2 separate regions of the Sus scrofa genome follow, and region 2 is linked to region 1. The links are chromatin contacts, called in public HiChIP or PLAC-seq maps. All regions are on one chromosome and are shown on one strand. Each heading gives the region's core, a stretch centred on a gene start, on an enhancer-like site or on the middle of the called end of the contact. The rest is flanking DNA. Distances are from core to core; before and after follow the strand shown.

The links. HiChIP or PLAC-seq counts read pairs in DNA pulled down with a chosen protein or histone mark.
Region 2: an H3K27ac HiChIP or PLAC-seq map of alveolar macrophages shows a contact between it and region 1. The contact joins two enhancer-like sites. A contact is called at or near these places in 9 of 47 Hi-C or Micro-C datasets (blood, brain, embryonic fibroblasts and 3 more) and 2 of 2 datasets of contacts at active chromatin or transcription factors (alveolar macrophages and skeletal muscle).

Annotation. Positions count from the first base shown.
Region 1 is chr13:196,786,825-196,793,211 of Sscrofa11.1, reverse strand. All of the region lies in intron 1 of IFNAR2 (interferon alpha and beta receptor subunit 2), which reads right to left. All of the region lies in intron 4 of LOC110256370 (40S ribosomal protein S2-like), which reads left to right. Among named protein-coding and RNA genes, the nearest start is that of IFNAR2, 24 kb to the right of the region's middle. Within about 2 kb of position 4,246, at least 14 of the 83 cell types and tissues checked have an H3K27ac peak or open chromatin away from gene starts, as enhancers often do. A contact at or near this core is called in alveolar macrophages, where this site is marked.
Region 2 is chr13:196,941,939-196,947,526 of Sscrofa11.1, reverse strand. It overlaps IFNAR1 (interferon (alpha, beta and omega) receptor 1), which reads right to left. Exons shown (of 11, transcript NM_213772.1): 7 at 4,125-4,324; 8 at 3,841-3,998; 9 at 1,619-1,769; 10 at 232-377. Among named protein-coding and RNA genes, the nearest start is that of IFNAR1, 19 kb to the right of the region's middle. Within about 2 kb of position 2,681, at least 2 of the 83 cell types and tissues checked have an H3K27ac peak or open chromatin away from gene starts, as enhancers often do. A contact at or near this core is called in alveolar macrophages, where this site is marked.

The sequences.
Region 1 (6,387 bases), core at 2,997-5,496:
CACGGATGCTAGTCAGATTCATTTCCCCTGAGCCATGACGGGAAGTAACTCTGTCTTTTAAAAATACTGAATACATTGCAAGTTTGATGAAGAGCAGGATATTTGTACAGTTTCAAAGCATCAAAGTATCGTTTCAAACCTATTGATTACAGAAGGGAACAGAGTAGATTTACAGTGGCAATGCTGGCAGAGGTTGTCTTAACCAAAGAATGCAATCTGACACCATCAATGATGGGACAAAGTACAATTCTGCACCACTCAACAGTGAGCAATGAGAGAAAGGCGGCAGTACCACGTCCATGATACTCCTGCCAAAGCTGCATAACCAGATACAGGGACAGGCTACAAAATCATTGGCCTGTAGTCTCCTACAGTCTGTACAAGGGTTAAGTCGTCACGGTCAAAGTCTGAGGAACCCTTCAGGAAACGCAAGAGACATGACACCTAAATGCAGTCAGTGACTGCGTTTAACCAGAGAGGGCATGACAAGAGATGCCCTTGAACGGGGTCAGAGGATGAGCTGGGATTCATGTGTCAAAGTTAATTTCCTGATCGTGATGATTGTGTTGTCGTTTCTGCAGAAGAGTTTCCTTGTTTGTAGAAAATAAACACAAAAGGTTTTGTGTATGGAGGGGTCATGGAGCACCAGAAAATGACTCAGAAATAAAGGACTTTATACTGTAGTTTAACTTTCCTGGAGGTGTGTGATTGTTTAAGAGTGAAATTTTATTTCATTTTTTAGAAAAATTTATATTAAAAATTTTATTTATTTGTTTGTTATTATTGTTTTTTTAATGGCTGCATCCATGGCATATGGAAGCTCCTGGGCCAGGGATCGAATCCAAGCCACAGCTGTGACCTGTGCTACAGCTGCAGCAACATGGGATCATTTAACCCACTGGGCCAGGCCGGGGATCAAACCATGGCCACCACAGTGACAAGCCAAACCATTAACTTATTGCACCATGATGGGAACTCCAGTAAAATTTGATTAAAGGAGGCAGTGAGATATACAATTTTGGGTCTTTGTGGAAAGCCCTTATCTGGAGTTATGAATTTGCCCATCATCAGCATAGAGCTGAAATGTTTCAGCAATTGCATGGGATCAACTACAGAGCGAGTGGGAAAGACAGCTGAGGACCCAGCCCTGGGTCTCACCAAGGTTTAGGTGTCCAGAAGGGAAGTGAAGCAAAAAAAAGGGGGGGGGCATGGTCAGAGTGAATTGGAGAAAATCAACAGATTGGATATCATAGAAGCTGAGACAAGAAAAAATTCTTTCCCTCTCTTTTATTTTTTCTTTTTAAGACTGCACCCATAGCATGTGGCAGTTCCTAGACTAGGCGTGGAATCGGAGCTGCAGGTGCCAGCCACAGCCACAGCAACACCAGATCTGAGCCTCGTCTGCAACCTACACCACAGCTCACAGAAACACCGGATCCTTAACCCACTGAGCGAGGCCGGGGATGGAACCCTCATCCTCATGGATACTAGTTGGATTTGCTTCTGCTGTGCCACGACAAGAACTCCAAGAGTCTCTTGATGACTTCTTGTGCAACGTGTTGAGGGGTTAAGTAAGATGAAGCTGTGAGCAGGGCTGCCAGTAACCTCTGGACAAGAGCTGCCTCAAGGGAGCCCAGTTAGGAAGTATGACTCCAAGATGTCCACATCCTGGTCCCTAGCATCTCTGACAATCTTACCTTATGTGGTCAAAGGGACTTTGCAGGTATGAAGGAAGATCTTTCAATAGGCAGATTAGCCTGGATTATTTGGGTGGGCTCAAGGTAACCACAGGGTCTGTAGGAGGAGGATGCGGGAGGATCAGAGTCAGAGAAAGAAGATGTAAGGACGGGAGTTCCCATTGTGGCTCAGCAGTAACGAACCTGACTAGTATCCATGAGGATGCAGGCTTGATCCCTGGCCTAGCTCAGTGGGTTATGGACCTGGCATTGCCATGAGCTGTGGTGTAGGTCACAGATGCTGCTCAGGTCCAGCGTGGCTATGGCTATGGTGTAGGCCAGCAACTGCAGCTCTGATTTGCCCCCCTAGCCTGGGGTGGAGAAGCCAGTCCTTGGGAGGTGCTACATTGTTGACCTTGAAGATGGCAGGTAGGAGCCATGAACCAATGGGTGCAGGTGGCCTTTAGAGGCTAGAAAAGGCAAGGACATGGATAGCCCCCTACAGTCTCCAGAAGGCACACAACTCTACCGGCACCTCCATCTTAGGACTGATCTCCCAAACTGTAAGGTAATTTTGTTTGTTTGTTTTCTGTGGCATATGGAAGTTCCCAGGCTAGGGGTGGAATCAGAGCTGCAGCTCCTGGTTTACGCCATGACCACAGTAATATGGCATCTGAACGGCATCTTCGAACTTTACCACAGCTTGAGGCAATGCTGGATCCTTAACCCACTGAGCAAGGCCAGGAATTGAACCCACATCTTCGTGGATACTCAGAGGTTCTTAATCGTCTCAGCCACAATGGAAACTCCATAAATTTGTTTTAAGCTGCTAAAATTGTACTAATTTCTTATAGCAGCGAGAGGAAACCAATACAGGGAGAGGGGGTTAGGGACAAAAATAGGGGGAGAGGAAAACAACTTTGAAGTTTTTATTGTGAAAGTGGGCAGAGAAAGGGGTGGGAGGAGGATGGGCCACAGTTATTCATGGGTCAGTGACAATCTTTAATTTTTTAATTAATAGGCAATTTTTAAGGGCAGTTTTAGATTTATAGAAAAATTACATTGGAAAGTACAGAGAGTTCTCATTTTATGCCTCCCTTCAGTTTTCTAGTAACATCTTTTTTTTTTTTTTTTTCCTGTCTTTTTGCCTCTGCTAGGGCCGAACCTGTGGCATATGGAGGTTCCCAGGGTAGAGGTCTAATTGGAGCTGTAGCTGCCAAGACTACGCCAGAGCCACAGCAACGCAGCATCCGAACTGCGTCTGCAACCTACACCACAGCTCAGGGCAACACCGGATCCTTAACCCACTGAGCAAGGCCAGGGATCGAATCCGCAACCTCATGGTTCTTAGTCAGACTCATTAACCACTGAGCCACGATGGGAACTCCTCTAGTAACTTCTTGTAATCATGTGGTACATTTGTTACCATTGGTGAGCCAGTGTTGTTACATTATTATTAACCAAAGTCCCAGTTTACACTAGGGTTCGCTTGTGTGGGTTACATTCTATGAGTTTTGACCAATGTTATGTATTCACCTTTATAGCATCATGCAGAGTAATTTCTAAAAATGCCCTGTGCTCCATCTGTTTGCTCCTTATTTTTCTCTTCCCTTCCTGGCAACCACTGATTTTTTATTTTTATTTTTTTAATGAATGAATTAATTAATTTATCTTATCATCTCCACAGTTTTTCTTTTTTTGGCGTGACATATAGTTGGACCCATACAGTACATAGCCTTTTCAGATTGGCTTCTTTCACTTCGCAATATGCATTTAAGCTTTCTCCATGTCTTTTGTGGCTTGATAGTGCCTTTCTTCTTCATGCTGAGGAATATTCCATTGTATGGGTATACCGCAAATTGTTTATCCATTCACCCATTGAAAAATGTCTTGGTTGCTTCCAAGGTTTGGCAATTATGAATAAAGCTGCTACAAACATCCTCATGCAGGGTTTTTTTTTTTTTTTTTTTTTTTTTGGTGAATGTGTTTTCAACTCATGGGTAGATATCAAAGAGTGTGATTGTTGGATCATATTTTAAGTGTCATGTTTAGTTTTGTAAGAAATCACCCAATAGCCTTCCCAAGTGGCCACACCATTTTTCATTCCCGTCAGCAATGAGGGAGGGTCCTCCCTTCTCTCCATCCTTACCAGCATTTGGTGCTATCAGCATTTTGAATTTTAGCCATTCTAGGTGGTGGCATGTATCTTGTTGGTTGAAGGGGTGGGTATTTCTAAGATGGGTGATTGTCAGGTAGGTCATAGTCTACTGAGATTGTTCTATAGCAAGAGAGAAATTGATAAGTGGGGAAGAGAGGAGATAAAGGCGTGAATGAAAGTGTTGAGATGGGGCAGGGGGATTCAGCCACACTGTAGGGGCTGGTCTTAGGTAGAAAGGAAATTTGTCCTTTGTAGCAGGGGAAAGGAAGGCAGAAAGAGGGGGTGGATTTGAAGGCAAGGAAAGAGACTCTCTGACAACTTCTGCTTTTTGCAGGAAGTATGTGACAAAGTCATCTGCTGAAAATGATGTGTGTGGGCAGGATCGTGAAAGAGGTTCATAGAGAAAGAGTTTCTAAATGTGGAATACTCTTGTGTGTCATGATGAGAGGTGACCCAGTGTAGAGATTTCTCAAGACTGCAGAGAGTACTGGTGTGGGTTCGATTCTTCTTTTCTTAAAATCCACAGCCCTACATCTCTCTACTCTCCTGCGGTCAGGAAGGCAGGAATGGTTAGTGGAAAAATGCCAAATTAGGAATCAAGGAACTGGATCTGGTCTCAACTCTGGCATGAGATGACCTCTCATGGGTCAAGTTTATTGCCGAGGTCAAGTACTTAGCTCTAACTTCCTCTTGGTGGCACCAGGCTGAGATTCTCAAGGCTGTGCCTGGCATAGCCCCTGAGCTCTCCCTCTGACTCGCAGTGTGTGAGAATATGGGAGTCAGTTCCTCCCTGGACCAAGAAATCCCAATCCATCGTTTGACAATATTTAGCCTCTCTCTTTGCACAGCTGCCGTCTTTGCCCAGGCAGGTGGAGGAAATGGAGCAAGCAACGGGCTGCTTCTTTGCACTCAGCTGCAAGCTGTCACTATTAATAGTTCAGGGCATTGCAGCCTTGGCATCTATGGCCCCTTGGGATAGGCAAACAGAAGCCCATCTCCATCACCTGAGCCTCAGCCCAGGAACTAAGCCACATGCACATGACTCTCTTTTCTCACCTCTGATTCTCAGAATTACTCATTTCCTTCCTTTTTCACCCTGTTTTTAAGCCAACATCACCCTTGAGGGCTTGTTTCTACCCATACTCGTACCCCTACGACTTCTTGGGTGTTAGGCACCAGGGATCTGCGGCCACTGCAGTTGAAGAGAGCTAAGATCCTACCCCAAGCATGCTTGAGAAATGGGTGCCACCAGGGCTTGAAAGGAAAGAAAACAGAAACAAAACAAAAATGAGAGGATCTGAGACAGCTTTCTCTTCTAGAACATGCTAATAGACCATGTGACTCCTAAAGTCTTTTGAGACTTTGTATTGTGGCAATGAATTAATTGTGCATACTCATGAATATATATCATCCAGTGAGTTAGGACATAAATACAGATCAATTAAAAAAAAACCCTCAACTGCATTGTCTTCTCATGGACCCCAAGTCTCCCAATGGCCCATGGCCATCTGTAGGGAGAACTCTGTGCGTGGGAAGCTGATGGATTCCCAAAAGACCATGCTTTTCTAGGGGAGTAGCCCAAGAAGGCAGGTAGTTCGTCTGAGGCTGCCAAGGGCAGATCAAGGTGCCTGGACTCAATCCTAGGTCTTGGTGCGTCATGGGGAAACAGGAGTATCTTTGGGGGACACTTCTTATTTGGGGAATTTGGTCAGTGTCTGCAGAGAGAAAGCTGTGAGAAACTCCAAGACAAACGCCTTGAGCCCTCTGGATGGGTTTAGTGCTCCCGAAGTGCTCCCCAGGAGCCAAAGTGATCAGCGCCTGGATCTTGGACTTGTAGCCTCTAGAGCCATGAGAAATAAACAATTAATATTTAAGCCACTTGATCAATGGTGTTTTGTTAGAGCAGCCTGAGCAGACTTAGACAGTATATGGTTTTAATATAATTGAATGTTAACTGCTGTGTACATTGAGAGAAGAGTCATACTTTGTTTCGTTCAGAGATGTACTTACATTTTGGGAGTTTTCCAGGGTGATGAGTTTGCCCTGCAGAAATCAGTGACTCACTTTTTGGTGCTATCTAGAACCCTACTGCTTCTCCTGCCCTAGAAAGAACACACTTTTCAATTCCGTAATGGGATCTTTCATTTAAAAGCTATTTTTTTTCTTCTTCATTTTTAACTAGACTTCAGGTACACAGAAGAGGAGTAATCAACCATAATCCTGAGTTCTTGATGTTCTCTCATCACTGGTCCATATTGATCCTGCCCAAATTACTTACTTACTTACTTAATTAATTATTTTTAGAGCTGTATCTGTGGCATATGGGGCTAGGAGTTCCCTGACTAGGGGTCAAACTGGAGCTGCAGCTGCCAGCCTATGCCACAGCCACAGCAATGCCAGATCTAAGCCATGTCTGTGACCTACCCCACAGCTCATAGCAACACTGGGTCCTTAACCCACTGAGCCACAAGGGAATGCGATTTCTAGATTTTTGCTGTTGAAAGCCACCCTGCTATACACATTCCTGTATATTTTGCTGGTTTTACAAGTGCA
Region 2 (5,588 bases), core at 1,432-3,931, 160 kb before region 1:
GATCAAACCCGCAACCTCAAGGTTCCTAGTTGGATTCATGTCTGCTGTGCCATGACGGGAACTCCTAGATGGCTGTTTCTAAAGTCAGCTTGCTGACGGAAAAACCTCCGAATCAGTCTGCATTATTTTCTGAGTATCAAGAAAACAATTTACACTCTGTTGAAATCACAGGTATTCCCCAGTCATTTTCAGAAAAACCCAGCTGGCTATTGATAAAGCAAAGTAACGAACCTCATCTATAGTGGAAGGAGGTTTACTTGATGGGAAGAACACATAATTGATACATCGCGAGACGACTTTCACACCATAAAAAACAGCAGGGAACAAAAGTATCGCCGAGAGAATTCCAGCTATAAGCCAGGCTTGGGAAGTGCTTCCTAAAAACAAACAAACGGTGTTTAGCATCAATATAGGTGCTTTTTTTTTTTTGCTTTTTAGGGCTGCATCTGTGGCATACAGAAGTTTCCAGGCTAGGGGTCAAATCGGAGCTGTAGCTGCCAGCCTACACCACAGCCACAGCCACAGCAATACAGGATCCGAGCTGTGTCTGTGACCTACACCACAGCTCACGGCAATGCCAGATCCTCAAACCCACTGAGCGAGGCCAGGGATTGAACCTGCATCCTCATGCATCCAGGTCAGGTTCGTTAACCACTGAGCCATGAAGGGAGCTCCCTCAGTATAAGTTCTGACACACACATCCCTGAAGAAGGCTGACAGTTTTTGTGAACGAAATATAGCCATGCGAAAGGAAAGAGACATAAAATACTGCCCTTAGAAACACTGCTGGAAGCACTGAACATACAAAAGCGGTGAGCAATAGCACTGGCATTTAAAGAGTGGCCTGGGAAGTGAAATAAGACACCCTCCCCGAAGGATTTGATACTGATGGGGAGCTCTGCCCATGCAAAGTGTCCACCAGTGCCTCGGTCACACCCAGCCAGCACAGCTTCCAACACTCTGAGACTGAGCGTTCCAAGTCAACACGAGGCACCGTCACATACAGAGCAGGTCTAAACCCTTCTCACACACCAAAACCCACAACTGGACTAATTAAGGGATTTCCACATGACGATTACATTAGGGATTATATGAAAATTATCATTATCATTAGCTTTTTGTGTGTGTCTTTTTGCCTTTTCAAGGGCTGCTCCCGTGGCATATAGAGGTTCCCAGGCTAGGGGTCCAATTGGAGTTGTAGCTGTAGGCCTACACCAGGGCCACAGCAACTCGGGATCCGAGCCTCGTCTGCGACCTACGCCACAGCTCGTGGCAACACCGGATCCTCAACCCACTGAGTGAGACCAGGGATCGAACCTGCAACCTCACGGTTCCCAGTCGGATTCGTTAACCACTGGGCCACGACGGGACCTCCATCATTAACTATTTTAATGAAAGACCATCATGTGGATATGCGTGAAATATAGAGCGTGCAAGAACCACTGAACGAAGGTATCGAAAATATTTTCTAAAACGATCGACAGCCTTGGCGCAAAGGTCCACTTTTGACACACAGCTCACAGAGAAGATATTCTATTTTTATGGTAAAAAGGAAGTATTTCACAATTTTATTGTTTCATTACACGAAAAAAGAAAAGATACGACAAGAGGCTCTGACCTGGTTTGGTTTTCTCGCACACAGTGTCACTAAAAACACTGCTTCTATTCCACCTGTCATTCTCGATGAGTGCTCTGGCTTTGACACAATACACAGTCAGTGGTTTCAAGTTAGAGAAAGTAAAATCCGTTCTCTTCTCTAGAACGTCTCTCTATAAAAAAATAAGTCATTGAGAACGTTTAGTACCTGTGAAATCATATAGCGAGTATTTATTTTCTGAATTCTCTTTTTTTTTTTTTTTTTTGAAGGGGTGCACCCGTACACATGGAGGTTCCCAGGCTAAGGGTCTCAGTGGAGCTGCAGCTGCCGGCCTACACCACAGCCCCAGCCACGCCGATCCTCAACCCACTGAGCGAGGCCAGGGATCGAACCTACAACCTCATGGTTCCTGTTGGATTTGTTTCCACTGTACCATGACGGGGAATTCCCAATTTTCTGAATTCTTTAAATAGTCAATCTGAGATTGGCCTCTCCCAAATGCTTAGTTGCTATATGTTTAAGACATAGAAATTTTTTTGGACAACACGATAACCAAACTTAAAAGTTAAAAATGCTGGGAGTTCCCATCGTGGCGCAGTGGTTAACAAATCCAACTAGGAACCATGAGGTTGCGGGTTCGGTCCCTGCCCTTGCTCAGTGGGTTAACGATCCGGCGTTGCCGTGAGCTGTGGTGTAGGTCGCAGACGCGGCTTGGATCCCGCATTGCTGTGGCTCTGACGTAGGGCAGTGGCTACAGCTCGATTCGACCCCTAGCCTGGGAACCTCCATATGCCGCGGGAGCGGCCCAAAGAAATAGTAAAAAGACTAAAAAAAAAAAAAAGTTAAAAATGCTGGCGATCCCTTGTGGTGCAAGGATCCGGCCTTGTCACTCTAGTAGCCTGGGTCACTGCTGTGGTGAGGGTTTGATTCCCAGCCCAGGAACACCCCCATACCATGAAGATGGTAGAAAAAAAAAAGCTACTGTAAAAAAAAGAATACAGCATTTCCTAAGACAGCTTGTTTATCAGTAACACGCTCATTTGTGTGTGTTTTTTTTCTTCTTCATTTTAAGGCCACACCCACTGCATATGGAAGTTCCCAGGCTAGGGGTCAAATCAGAGCTGCAGCCACCGGCCTATGCCACAGCCACAGCATCAGAGGATCCAAGCTGCATCTGCCAACTACATCACAGCTCATGGCAATGCCAGATTCTTAACACACTGAGCGAGCCAGGGGTCGAACCTGCAACCTCATGACTCCTCATCGGATTCGTTTCTCCTGAGCCACAATGGGAACCCCTGATTTGGTTTGATTGCCATTGTATTCCCTCTGCTTAGTGGCAGAATAATTAAGAGCAGGGGTTCTGGCCTCAAACTGCCTGAATCAAAATATCATTTAGAGCTAAGAGGCTTTATGCGAGGTATTTAATTCCTCTGGGCCCTATTTCCAGGTCTGTACAATAAGGACAACTATGACTTCTTGTTTGTATTAGTCAGCTATTGCCACAATAACGTTGTGTAAGAAAACATTACAACAAAATAATGTTGGGAAATGTTGTGTAACAAAACAGCCTGCGGCTCACAACATATTTATTTTTCTCCCTGGTGAGTGTCCCAGTGGGCTGGGGAGCCCTCGCTGAGACTGTGGGTCAAGTTCAGGTCTGCTCCACAGTCTCTCCTCTGCCCTGGACCAGAGACCTGGTGCTTCCTTTCCTCTCGGCAAATGGGAGAAGCACAGAAACAAGCCACACAGGTGCACGTCACGGTCCACTGTCTACAGCCTGGCATCCGTGAAGCAGAAAGGAACACTCCATTCTACGAATTTGCAGAAGAGCAATTTAACAGATCAAACCGGCAGGGTTGTTTTAAAGAATGATTGGGACCATTCATATAAAATACTTAGCATAGTACCTGATATGCAATGAGTATTCAAACAGCCTCAGAGGGCAAGCACTTTGCCGAAGGTTACACAGCCACAGCAACGCCAGCTCCGAGCCGTGTCTGCAACCTACACCATAGCTCATGGCAACGCTGCATCCTTAAGCCACGGAACAAGGACAGGGATCAGACCCGTGTCCTCACGGACACGATGTGGGGTTCTTAACCCGCTGAGCCACAACGGGAACTCCTCACATAGCCTTCAAGTTTAAAAATTTCCCTAAAATCTTAACTTTGAGCTGTGTTTACCCAAATCACAGTTGTAACTCTGAATTACAAGCGTATACCACACAGTCTTTATGATACCTCAGTATCTGAAGTGTTTTCTCTAAAAATAACTTCATAAATTAGTGGGTAAAGCTGGTTCACAGACTTGTCCTCAGATTCTTTCGGAGCACCGATACCGACACGCAGTGAAGCATCATTTATGGGTTTCATGTTGATGACGGGAGGAAACAGGATAGCTAGGAGAAATGTGTAAAGACACAAAGTTCAAATTAGACCACCTTTTTGTTTTTAAAAAAAAAGAATTTACAGCAAATTGGAGAATTACCATGATTACCATGGAAAGATGAAAACTATCAGCTTACTTTGCATTTCAGTATTAAATCTCTTCTCTTCGGACCAAAGAGATGTGCTATTTCCATTAGATGCTTGGACACGGATGAAGAAAATTCCTTTCGTGAAAACATTTTGAGGAAAGACACAATGGGTCGTTTTGACATTTTCACAGTTTGGTATTTGTTTCCACTTGTCTGAATGGTCCTCAGGAATCTTTTTTAAAAAGGCACTTTGAAGACAAAAAAAAAAGTGAATTTTTTTTTTTTTTTTTTATTCCAAACACACTAAGTCAGTAAATATTCACTGAGTACCTATAATATGCCAGACACTCTGTGGGAGGAGCAGGTCACAGGGGTAAATAGTCCTCGCCCTCAGGAAACTCACAATACGGTGGAAGAGACATGTCACGAACGAAAACCAAGATCTTGCTCCAGGGCGTGCTAACGGAGCCGGTGTTAGAGCCGGCTGGTACCCATGCACCAAAACAATGGTACATTTTCTGGAATGCTGTCGGCTGAGTCTTAAACAGCCATTATTACAAATGAAGTTACATGAACTTCCAAATAAAGAAAGTGTATCAAAAGGAAAAGTGATAAATACTCCAACTCATCTTGTCCTAATTATTTCCCACGTTTTATGATCTCCGCTCGAGGCTAGTTCCGTCGGCTGCGTCTACTTGGCAGGAAGGCCACGTGATGATGCTTACTGTGCATCTTCCCAGCTCCGTGTCCGGTGACGTGGGCTGGGAGCATCACAGAGGCCACGGTGGGAGTATTTCTACCATGGAAACTGACAAGACACTACAGGTGAGGCTTTTGCCTTCTGGGAAGCCGCCTGTTAAAGGGGTACCGGCCCGCCCGTGGGAGCGTGCTGTAATAGAGATACAGACGCCAGTGTGACACAGAGTCACACGAGCAGGTCTAAACGGGATACGGCTGAGCCTGGAGAGGTTAGGTAAGCTGCTTGGAAACCAACAGCTCAAGGCATCTCTGTTCGAGTCTGGAACTTCAACAGCCTCCTAACTGGTCCCTTTGTCTTTAGTGCCTCCTTGGTCCGCTAGACCATAGCTAATGTGGCCACCGTCACTGTCCTCAGATACTGGCCTCATGTTACCCATCCCTCAACACAAAATTCCCACTGGTACCCAAATGCCTATAGGAAGGTCTGAGGCTAAGCCTGATCTTAGGCTGTCCTGCTTATTCAACGTTCTCTCATTGCTCCCTGAGCCCAAGTGTTCTGGGCTACTCTCGAAGGAGAGCTCCCCATTTGCATGGAATGCCAAGATGGGGCAGAGCCTCCTTGCCTGCCCACTTGTATCTCTCACAAGCGTCCTATCCTAATAAATCTATTTCTTGCCTATCAAAAAAAAAAAAAAAAAAGAATTCCACGATGGCCCCAGGATTCCCACCGCCTGGTGCATGAGCCCTACACAGACCCCTCCCCACCACCTCCCGGTTAGGTAACATTATTCAGCAAAGGTGAAGGGATTTTAC